Linked DNA regions of Mus musculus: region 2 is linked to region 1. The links are chromatin contacts, called in public promoter capture Hi-C maps. All regions are on one chromosome and are shown on one strand. The core of a region is the stretch at or near the end of the contact, and the rest is flanking DNA. Distances in the headings are between cores, read along the strand shown. Region 1 has its middle 3.7 kb from the start of Gm35584. Region 2 overlaps Iqschfp (Iqcj and Schip1 fusion protein).

Evidence for each region. Capture Hi-C pulls out chosen DNA fragments and counts their contacts.
Region 2: a promoter capture Hi-C map of adipose tissue shows a contact between it and region 1. The contact joins two enhancer-like sites. A contact is called at or near these places in 1 of 115 datasets of contacts at active chromatin or transcription factors (pancreatic cancer cells) and 2 of 9 other capture datasets (adipose tissue and liver).

What each region holds. Positions count from the first base shown.
Region 1 is chr3:68,762,980-68,767,475 of GRCm38.p6, forward strand. No RefSeq gene overlaps it. Among named protein-coding and RNA genes, the nearest start is that of Gm35584, 3.7 kb to the left of the region's middle. Within about 2 kb of position 2,127, at least 64 of the 459 cell types and tissues checked have an H3K27ac peak or open chromatin away from gene starts, as enhancers often do. A contact at or near this core is called in adipose tissue, where this site is marked.
Region 2 is chr3:68,582,451-68,586,946 of GRCm38.p6, forward strand. All of the region lies in intron 5 of Iqschfp (Iqcj and Schip1 fusion protein), which reads left to right. All of the region lies in intron 2 of Schip1 (schwannomin interacting protein 1), which reads left to right. Among named protein-coding and RNA genes, the nearest start is that of Gm22073, 37 kb to the left of the region's middle. Within about 2 kb of position 1,756, at least 78 of the 459 cell types and tissues checked have an H3K27ac peak or open chromatin away from gene starts, as enhancers often do. A contact at or near this core is called in adipose tissue, where this site is marked.

The DNA of each region.
Region 1 (4,496 bases), core at 877-3,376:
ATTAAGATCACATTTTGATTAACTGTTCAGTTAAACGGTGTAAGTTGAACAATCTTGTCAAACTATCACAGAACCAGACAAAACCACTGCAGGGAGTGGCATGGAGTCATGTCACCAAGGCACCAAGGCAACGCCACGCCCTTTCTATCCATGCAGCCTTAGAAAAATGCATTTTCCACTAAAGTCAGATGTTCCACGTGACTTACTGAGTCAGCTTGCTGAAAGTGAGAACGCTCTATTTTATAAGTTTCACATAGTGGGTATCTACTCTCCAAGATGGGAGTCCGTAAAATAAAATCTTTAAAAACCTGGCTGTGACTGAGTTCTTTGTCATCATCGTCATCGTTTGAAAATGATTTGAAAAATGATTATAGATTAGATGAACCAAGTTGAGGAGGACAGGAAATTATTATGATTACAGAAACATTTTCTGCATTTGACGTGAACATTTTGTGCGTTTGCTAGCCAGTGCGGTAAATAGTCCCGCCATGCTCATGAGACCAAAAGTAACTTCAAAAGAGCACCCTGTTTTTCATCCAGGCTGTCTTTCATAGAACAAAAGCCTGGTGGATCTCTAAGGAGTCCGTGGTAGGGAGTGGGAAAACTGACGCACTGTTAGGAGAACACAGACTGGGAAACACTTGGGTACCTCTCAAGAAGACTGGAAAGACTGGGTTTTAAAACAAGATTTTCCCTTTTGAATTATGTGTATGGATGTGTGACTGTGTGTGGACCTGACTTCTGTGCCATTGAGGCCAGCAGGGGGTGTCTGATGATACCCTGAAGCTGGAGCTCCAAGTGGCTGTGAATGCTGGGCCCCAAACCTAGGTCGTCTGCAAGAGTAGTACTGGGCCTCACCTGCTGAGCCATTGCTCTAGCTCCCACCACCCCAGACTAACTAAGGGAGAGCGAGTATTGAACACTAAACCTAACAGTAGGTGTTAGCCACGGCCACGCCATTTTGTAAAGCGTTTCCATTTTGATTGGGTTGTGACAATTCCTCAACGTACAGTAATTTGATTAATAAGTTCCAAAGTGTACTGGCTAGTTTTGTGTCAACTTGACACAGCTGGAGTTATCACAGAGAAAGGAGCTTCAGTTGAGGAAATGCCTCCATGAGATCCAACTATAAGGCATTTTCTCAATTAGTGATCAAGGGGGAAAGGCCCCTTGTGGGTGGGACCATCTCTGGGCTGGTGGTCTTGGGTTCTATAAGAGAGCAGACTGAGCAAGCCAGGTGAGGCAAGCCAGTAAAGAACATCCCTCCATGGCCTCTGCATCAGCTCTTGCTTCCTGACCTGCTTGAGTTCCAGTCCTGACTTCCTTGGTGATGAACAGCAGTATGGAAGTATAAGCCGAATAAACCCTTTCCTCCCCAACTTGCTTCTTGGTCATGATGTTTGTGCAGGAATAGAAACCCTGACTAAGACACAAAGTAACTTATTTCTCTGGAATCTGGCCCTCCCACATTCAACAGTTGATTCAGCAACAGCCTGGCTGCAGGCACATACTACGGGCAACTCGTCAACCAAGTAGCATCAAATCCCCCTGCTTACCCTGAAATCTGTAAGAAGGAACCGCCATTCTGCCACATAGCCCTGAACTCTCCTCAGAAGCCCAGCCTTCCTGCAGTCTATTTGTCTGTCTGTCTGTCTGTGATGTAAATAACTCTCCTAATAAACTTCTTGCCCAAAAGAATAATCTGACTCAGAGCCCCCCTGCACCCCAAATATGAAAATTTTCAGTAGAAACATACAGGCATGGCTGGACCAGTGCTAAGACTCTGATAACGGCAGGACTTAACTGACTAAGATTACATGCTCCAGTTGTGGATCAACATTACAGAGCGGAAAGGAGCATGAACCACAACCCTGTGTGAGCAGATCCAGAGCTGAGAAAACCAAGTGTAAGAAAATAGAAGGGTATCAGAAAAGGAAGGAAAGAATGTCTAAACTATCATTGGCCCTGGACTAGCCTTGTTTGAGTGGCAGGGCTGATAACCTTGGAATTCACCAATCTGAGTGTTGATATCTTTCTCCCCGGCCAAGGATGGCTGGGTGACATAGAGCTTGTGGACTTCTAGGCTTTGGCCTGCCTGGCTGGCTTCCAGAGTAAACTTCAGGAATAATATCTTATTCCAAATAAACAGTCCATAGCTGCCAGTCATGAGTCCTTGGCTCCTGTTTACGATGACTGTGCACTTACTGCACAACAGAACGAGTGTGAGAACAGGAAAAACAGATAAGTCACTTAATCCTCAGGACATGCTATGCAGTTACTTCGAAGATCTGCAAACTGAGGTGATATGAATGTCTCAGGGTCACATAGCTAGTAGGAGGCAACACTGGACTTGAACGCTGGCATTCTGGTTTCAGCCAGCTGCAGGGAGACCAGGAAAAGAGGTTTCAGTCTTCCCAGCTTGAGTTTAGAGGCAAGTAAGGAAAAGTGGGAGCTGTTGACTGAGTCACCTACATGCCTGCCAAATCTCACTGGCCAGTTTCCTCTGCTGGCAACTGTTCTCCTCTGCCTCCCAGGCTTATGTGTAAGTCCTACAAGTCTCCTGTGTCACATGCGCTGATTTGTGTGCGCTATATCACACACCAAACCCATGGTTGCACTTTGCTTTGGATTTCATTGAAGTCTTCACAATCCTGCATGTCACTTGAGAATGGCAGACGCTGTTACAGAAAGTGACAGATGATGAAAGACGGCCCAAGTATGTGATTGATAGTTGGTATTGATTCTAGTGTGCCTGGGAGGCATGTAATGATTTAAACAAATGGACAGCGTGGGGGTGTATTTCTATAAAAGATACAGTTGTACATCTCATAATAGCATTGAGGTCAATTGTGGATAGAATATGCCATTGTGATCTCGTGTAGTTATGACAGAGCTGAAAATTCACACCTGGTAACACCTGTCAGAACATTGTAGTGTTTATATTTCCTACAGATAAGTCTGGCACATACCAATGATGACAAATGACCAAGTTGACAGTATTGGACTTACATCATTATTTTAGAGTATACTCCTGTTCATTCAAAGAGTTCGTTGTAGATACCTTGAGCTGTTCCTTCCAGTGGATTTTCCAGAAGAAGGCCATGTTATCACAGCAATGATATCTCTATGTGTGCCGTTGCGTAATTTAAAAACACTGAGCTGACCAGGCAGGTTCTTGCCATCAACTCTGACCACCTGATTTTGATCCCTGAGACCCACATAAGAGAAGGGGAAAACCAACTCCCATGTTAGAAGAGAACAGAAGGATATAAAGGATTGGAAGGAGCACCTATCTAACTGCTCACAACTATCTGTAATTCTAGTCCCAGGGAGTCCAATGCCTTCTTCTGGACACTGCAGGCACCACATATGTAGTACACAAACATACATGCAGACAAAACATCCATATGCATACAATTTAAAGAATAAGACATATAAAAGTTGTCATGTGCACACCATGACAATCACACGTGCACATACACACAAACACACACAGAGGAGTAGATAAGTTTATTTATACATAAGAGTTCATTTTAAATATATTATAATTAAATTACAAATAAGAGTAAATCAGTAAAATATTATGATTGAACTTAAAAATGGCAGTTGCTACTTTAAAAGGCAAGAAACATTTTTCTTCTTAGAAGATGATTCATCAAGCTGAGTGAGGTGGTCCATGCTTCTAATCCCTACACAGGAATGAAGAGGCACGAAGATCACAACTTTGAGGCCAACTTGGGCTGTAACCTGAGTCTGACAGGAGGAGGAGTTCTAAAGCAGTTCTGAGTCACCCAGGCTTTTTCTACTCCAAATAGGAATGGGAACACCAAGAGTTGTTGTTCTTGTGATAAGCCACTCTCAGACCTGGCTTCCTACACAGGCAAACAGACCATCCCTAGTTCATCTCTGATTTGAACTAGTGCCCCCAACCCAAGCCCCAGAGCACAACAGTTTACTTTGAAAGAGACTGAAGCAGGTAACTGAAGTGACTTTAATACTCTTATAGATTTGGGAGTTGTCTGTGAGGCTGCCAAGGAGTCAAGGGTGCCCACGAGCCACACCTCGTTCCCCCGGGCAACCTGATTACTCTACACCTGGCACAGGTACTCTTGGCACATGTCGTAAGTGAAGCATTCATAAAATTTAAGTTAAACAGTAAGAGACATCAAAGTTGTCCTCTGACACGTCACATGTCCCGCTTCACATGAATTACCTCACTTAGTCCTCTATAGCAGCTGTATATGGAGATGCCAAGATGCCTTGTCTACTGATGAGAAATGGGCACAGAAGGTTTCATCTCATGGATTTAAACCGAATCATGGCCATTGAATAAGGGAACTAGTATTCTAGGCCTGGCATCCTGACTGCAGGCAGATGTTGTTAACTAGCTCTCTTCTTTACGCTGATCCTCTGGAGTTGACAGTTGCTCAGTTAAAATGCCACTCTTTTTTTGTTTTTGTTTTTTGTTTTGTTTTCTGTTTTTTATTTATTTGTTT
Region 2 (4,496 bases), core at 506-3,005, 180 kb before region 1:
AATTTAGGTAGCTAGGCACTTATTTAACATCCCTAGGTGCCCTCCTCCGCCCCTGGCTATAAAATGCAGCTGGCAATAATACATACTACTCCATAGGGTTATTGAAAGATAGAGGAAACACGTGTGAGGTGCCTAGCCTCAGTAAAGCACACCTGTTGTTACTTTGTTACACATCGTGTAAGATCCATTAGGATACACAGGACCCTTCAAGGTAGGAACATAGTTTCAACCCCATAGCCTCTTGACCTTTGTGACTGCTTTGCATTGTGGTCACAGCCCTAGCCAGCACTCAGTGACCACCATTGCCACACGAATCCAGACAAACGCTCCAGGACACTGCCATCTGGAATGAAAGTCCAGGGGTCTGGACCAGAGTAAGACAGGGCCTTGCAAATGTATCCCACAAGATGAAACTTGTCACTGTGATACCTCACAAAAGGGCTATTCATCCCCTTGGGAGTGGAGAGGACTGGCTGGGGGGGCTGGGAGGTGGAATAAAAGTATTTAGATTTGGATCTGGGCTCTGAGAAGAAAATATTTGCCTGATAGAAAGAGGGGTACCATAAAGCCCACTGAGCCGTGTTTATATCACAAGTCCAACACAAATTGAATTTAAAAAACATTTATGGAGGTAAACAGCTAAAGGTGAGCCTGTGAGCAGAGGTTGAGATGCCGGAACAAGGTTCTATTGAACGGCATTTCCCTTCAGAACTGTTCTCAGCCATGCTGCTGTTGCTCAGGAATGTGTACGGAGGATTTGATTGACGAGTGCATTTGCAATTTTCCGTGTGAACATTTCAGAAGGTAAGGCCCGTTGCTAAGTGGAAGCTTGGCCTTTGAGTTCTTCTGTGGCTGGTTGTCCCTGCACGCTGTTGTTTTGAAGCAATCACTTTTTTTTTTAGTTGTTTATGGGAGTATTAATGTAATGTGTATGAGTATGCCCGAGCGTGTGCCTGTGAACTTCTGTTTGTCTGCTTCTTTGAGCCAAACATCCTCCAGCTGTGGCCCTTCCCCCGGCTGCATGCAAAACCCATAAACAAACCCAGAAGCCATGGGAAAAGAGTAAAAAGAGCAGTAGGAAAGCAAGCGTGCTTCTGTGGAAAAGGCCGCCACTGGCTGAATCCTAAAAGGAAACTTGATGGATCCCTTTCTTCTCTTGCCGATATTACAGGACAAAGCCATGCTCGGGGGCAGGGAAGGCTTTCTCTGGGTTGGAAGCAGCCTTAGTCTTGGGCTTAGTGCCCCTTTCAGACTCTGAAACTTTTACATCTCAAAAACAATTTGGAAAAAAGAAATGAAGTGCGTCTCGTTGGTCACGGGGGAAAAAGAAAAATGGCAAACATGTGTCTTACGGGTCACCTTAAATGATAGTTTTCATTCGGGGCACCCGACTCAGCTCACAGTGAGCTCTCTCGGGCTGCAAGTTTTTGTGTCTATTTTTATCCCCCAGTCTACTGGCTTCAGAGTGCCTCACCAAACTCCAGTTCACACTGGGCCCTGAACTGGGGTGGGGTCAGCTGGCTGAAGCTTACTATCCCCCCCCCCCCCGCCCTTTCCCTTTTTGGGAGCAGGAAAGGTGCTGCGGACAAGAATCTGGGCCAGATCATTTAGGGAAGGTGATAGCAGATGGTAGGCAGGCTGGACTCTCGCAACAAGCCAATTGTCATGAACAGAGTGCGCCTTACAGCAGGCAGCTGCCCAGTGCCCGGGAGAAAGAAGCCAGGCAGTCCGGGTGGGGCAGTGTCTGAGGCAGAAGGGGGCAAGGACACTGCAGCCAGGCACAGGCTCTCTATGCCAGCATGAGTGGTAACCAAGGGACTGGGCAGTTGGCACTTCAGCCTGTCAGGATTCATGGGAGGTTATTTCTTAAGTGAAATTCTAAAGAGTTGAAGGATGAATTTGGACCGTGATGGAATGGACCATGACATCATCAGTCGAGAATCCCCATTGGATTTGGAGGGGAATTATAAAAAGGTAAGGGGGGGCGCGCTTTTGTTTATAAACAATTGGACCATTTTTCTAAGAGGGAGGAAGGTTGCCCTTGAGGAAGGATGCCAAATTCCACACACAGTGGTCATTGCCGTTAGACACTGAAGAGAAACTAAATGCACAGAATTTACCACAGTAAGCTTGGAGACCCCAGTTCAGGAGACCCCGATTCTTCCCAGCTTATACTCATTGATACAAGAACAGCAAAACCATCCATGTTAGTGTTCTAAAGTTGAGACAATTCCTATTATGTACTTCATTGCATAGCAGCATTTTATGCAAAGGGATTTCTTTTTAATTATTGACATATTTTAGCTGTTCAGTAGAAACAATTACTGGACAGAGCTAACAGATCTAAGTTTGTTTTTAACAGTGAAAACAAATAAGAAAAAGTTTTACAGAGAAGTTTGGGGAGTCTTAAAAACTTGATACGATATCTGTTAGTACGCTGCTGGCCTTTTCTTTTGAACATCAGTAAATATATTTTGGGAATGTTTTATGTGGTAATTGTCTGGTAATAACAGGCCCAAGTAAAAATAGCTTTAGTTATATGGGTGAGGTCCTGAAATCAAGCTACAAGTATATGCTTGTCTGCCCACAGAGGCCTAAACACACACAGCCCTCCGTCCTTTATGATGTGACAGAAGTCAACTGTAGGTCTCCATTCAGTCAAAGGTGCCATTAGTGCCTTTGACCAGAGTGAGACAGAGGAAGACGTTTCTAGCATGTTCATTCCTCAGATTTGGTCAGCGTTGACGTCTGCATCTTAAACTCTGCACGGGAATACGGAGGCTCCTTAAGGTGCTTACTGTAGATCTTATTATCTCATAATGATTTGTATTCTTCCAGGGGGGTAAAACTTAAATGTGCTGGGCCGTGTTGCCCTGTGTATTTTTCATCCCCGGTGTTCTCCAACCAGGGACTAAGAGCTCAGGGTGGTGACTTTGTGTCCTGAAACCCCAGCTGTCTGCCCTTCCCCCACTGGGTGAAGCTGGTACACAAAAGACCCTTGGGACACTCTGCCATCAGTCAGATTACTTATGCAACCCTGCAGAGCAAGGGTGTCCTTCTCTAGTGTCCTGTGGTCTTCAGTGCCAGAGAACTGCTCACAGTTTTCTTTGTCAACTCTTTTTTTTTTTTCAAATTAAAAAAAAAAAAAAAAAAAAAACACCAAAGAGTCCAGATCAGTTCACACTAAGGAAAAAATGAAAGGCATACCATTACTAATTCCCTAACAGTAAGATCGTGACCACTGTGCTTGTATCCTACCTTAAAACACAGAGGGAACCAGATGCCCGGAGTAAGTGAGCTGAGCTACACTGGCAACCTGAGTTAGGGCTCCAAGAGCTTAGGTCCCCACCTTCAACAAGCCATAGTCTAGACCACCACGAAGCACAGGCAGTTGAAGGCCATGCTTGATTTCAGGAGAAATAGAACTAACAGAACAAGTGAACGACCTGTTAGGTGAAGCTTCCAGGCACGTGGGGAGCTACAGGTATTCCGTGTGTGGGACCTGGAACATACGGAGTGCTACAGGTACACAGTATGTGGAACCCAGAACATATGCATTGGCTCCTGGTCACATCGGCTTCTTAGTTACCTCCCCTGGGCAAGTGCCTTGATGTCTATGCAGAATGCTGTTTATACTGGCGCTCACTGTGAAGGCTTCATTATGCTCAGAGGGAAGAAAATTGTAATTTTATTATGAGCTCCTAGTGAAATTGATCAACATTTGTACTTTTTTTAGAGTACAAAGATGAGAAAAACACCTTTCACTGTAAAAATCACTTTCCCTAATCTGAATCTTCCTTTTCAAAGGTTTTTTTTTTTCCCCTTAATGTTTTTAGTCTTTGGTTAACTAAGGAAAAAAATAAATTAGATGCCATAGGAAGTACCCTACAGTCATTTTGATCTTGTATCCATCAGTTAAATGTAATGGGGCCTATGCCTCAAGTATACATTTATTTTATTCCACAATTACATGGACTCGCCGTTATAAGTACAAATGTCTAAAACATATGCACAAATTGCTAGTTGAGAGAATAAAATGCTTATAAATAAAAATAAAACCCCAAATGAAATCTCCTTTCCTTTTCTGTGAACTCTCCTCTCATTAAGGCCCAGCATTAAAAACAGTGTTTGCTGCTCAGGTGCCACACAGTTCCCTGAACGGGTCACATTAATAAATACCATGTGCGTATAGGGATTGTTTTACAGGGCTGTTTTAAAGTCAGACAAACAGCCTTCAGGGGGAAAGGTCACTTTCCGATGACTAAAATTAGATTCACCGAGGCAGAGGAAGGAAAAGATTATGCAGCTGTCCCTTTTCCTTGGGGAAGGCCTGCCTGTAGGAAAGATGTTTCATTAAGAACCCGGCTTATTCAATAACCACAGTAAAACCAAACTAAATAGAGAACACATCACAGTACTTAGGGGGAAAAGCGGAGGTCTCGGCCATGAATGAGGGGTGTGTGCTTAGCCCACCACTCCCCTGCTCCGCAGTGGTC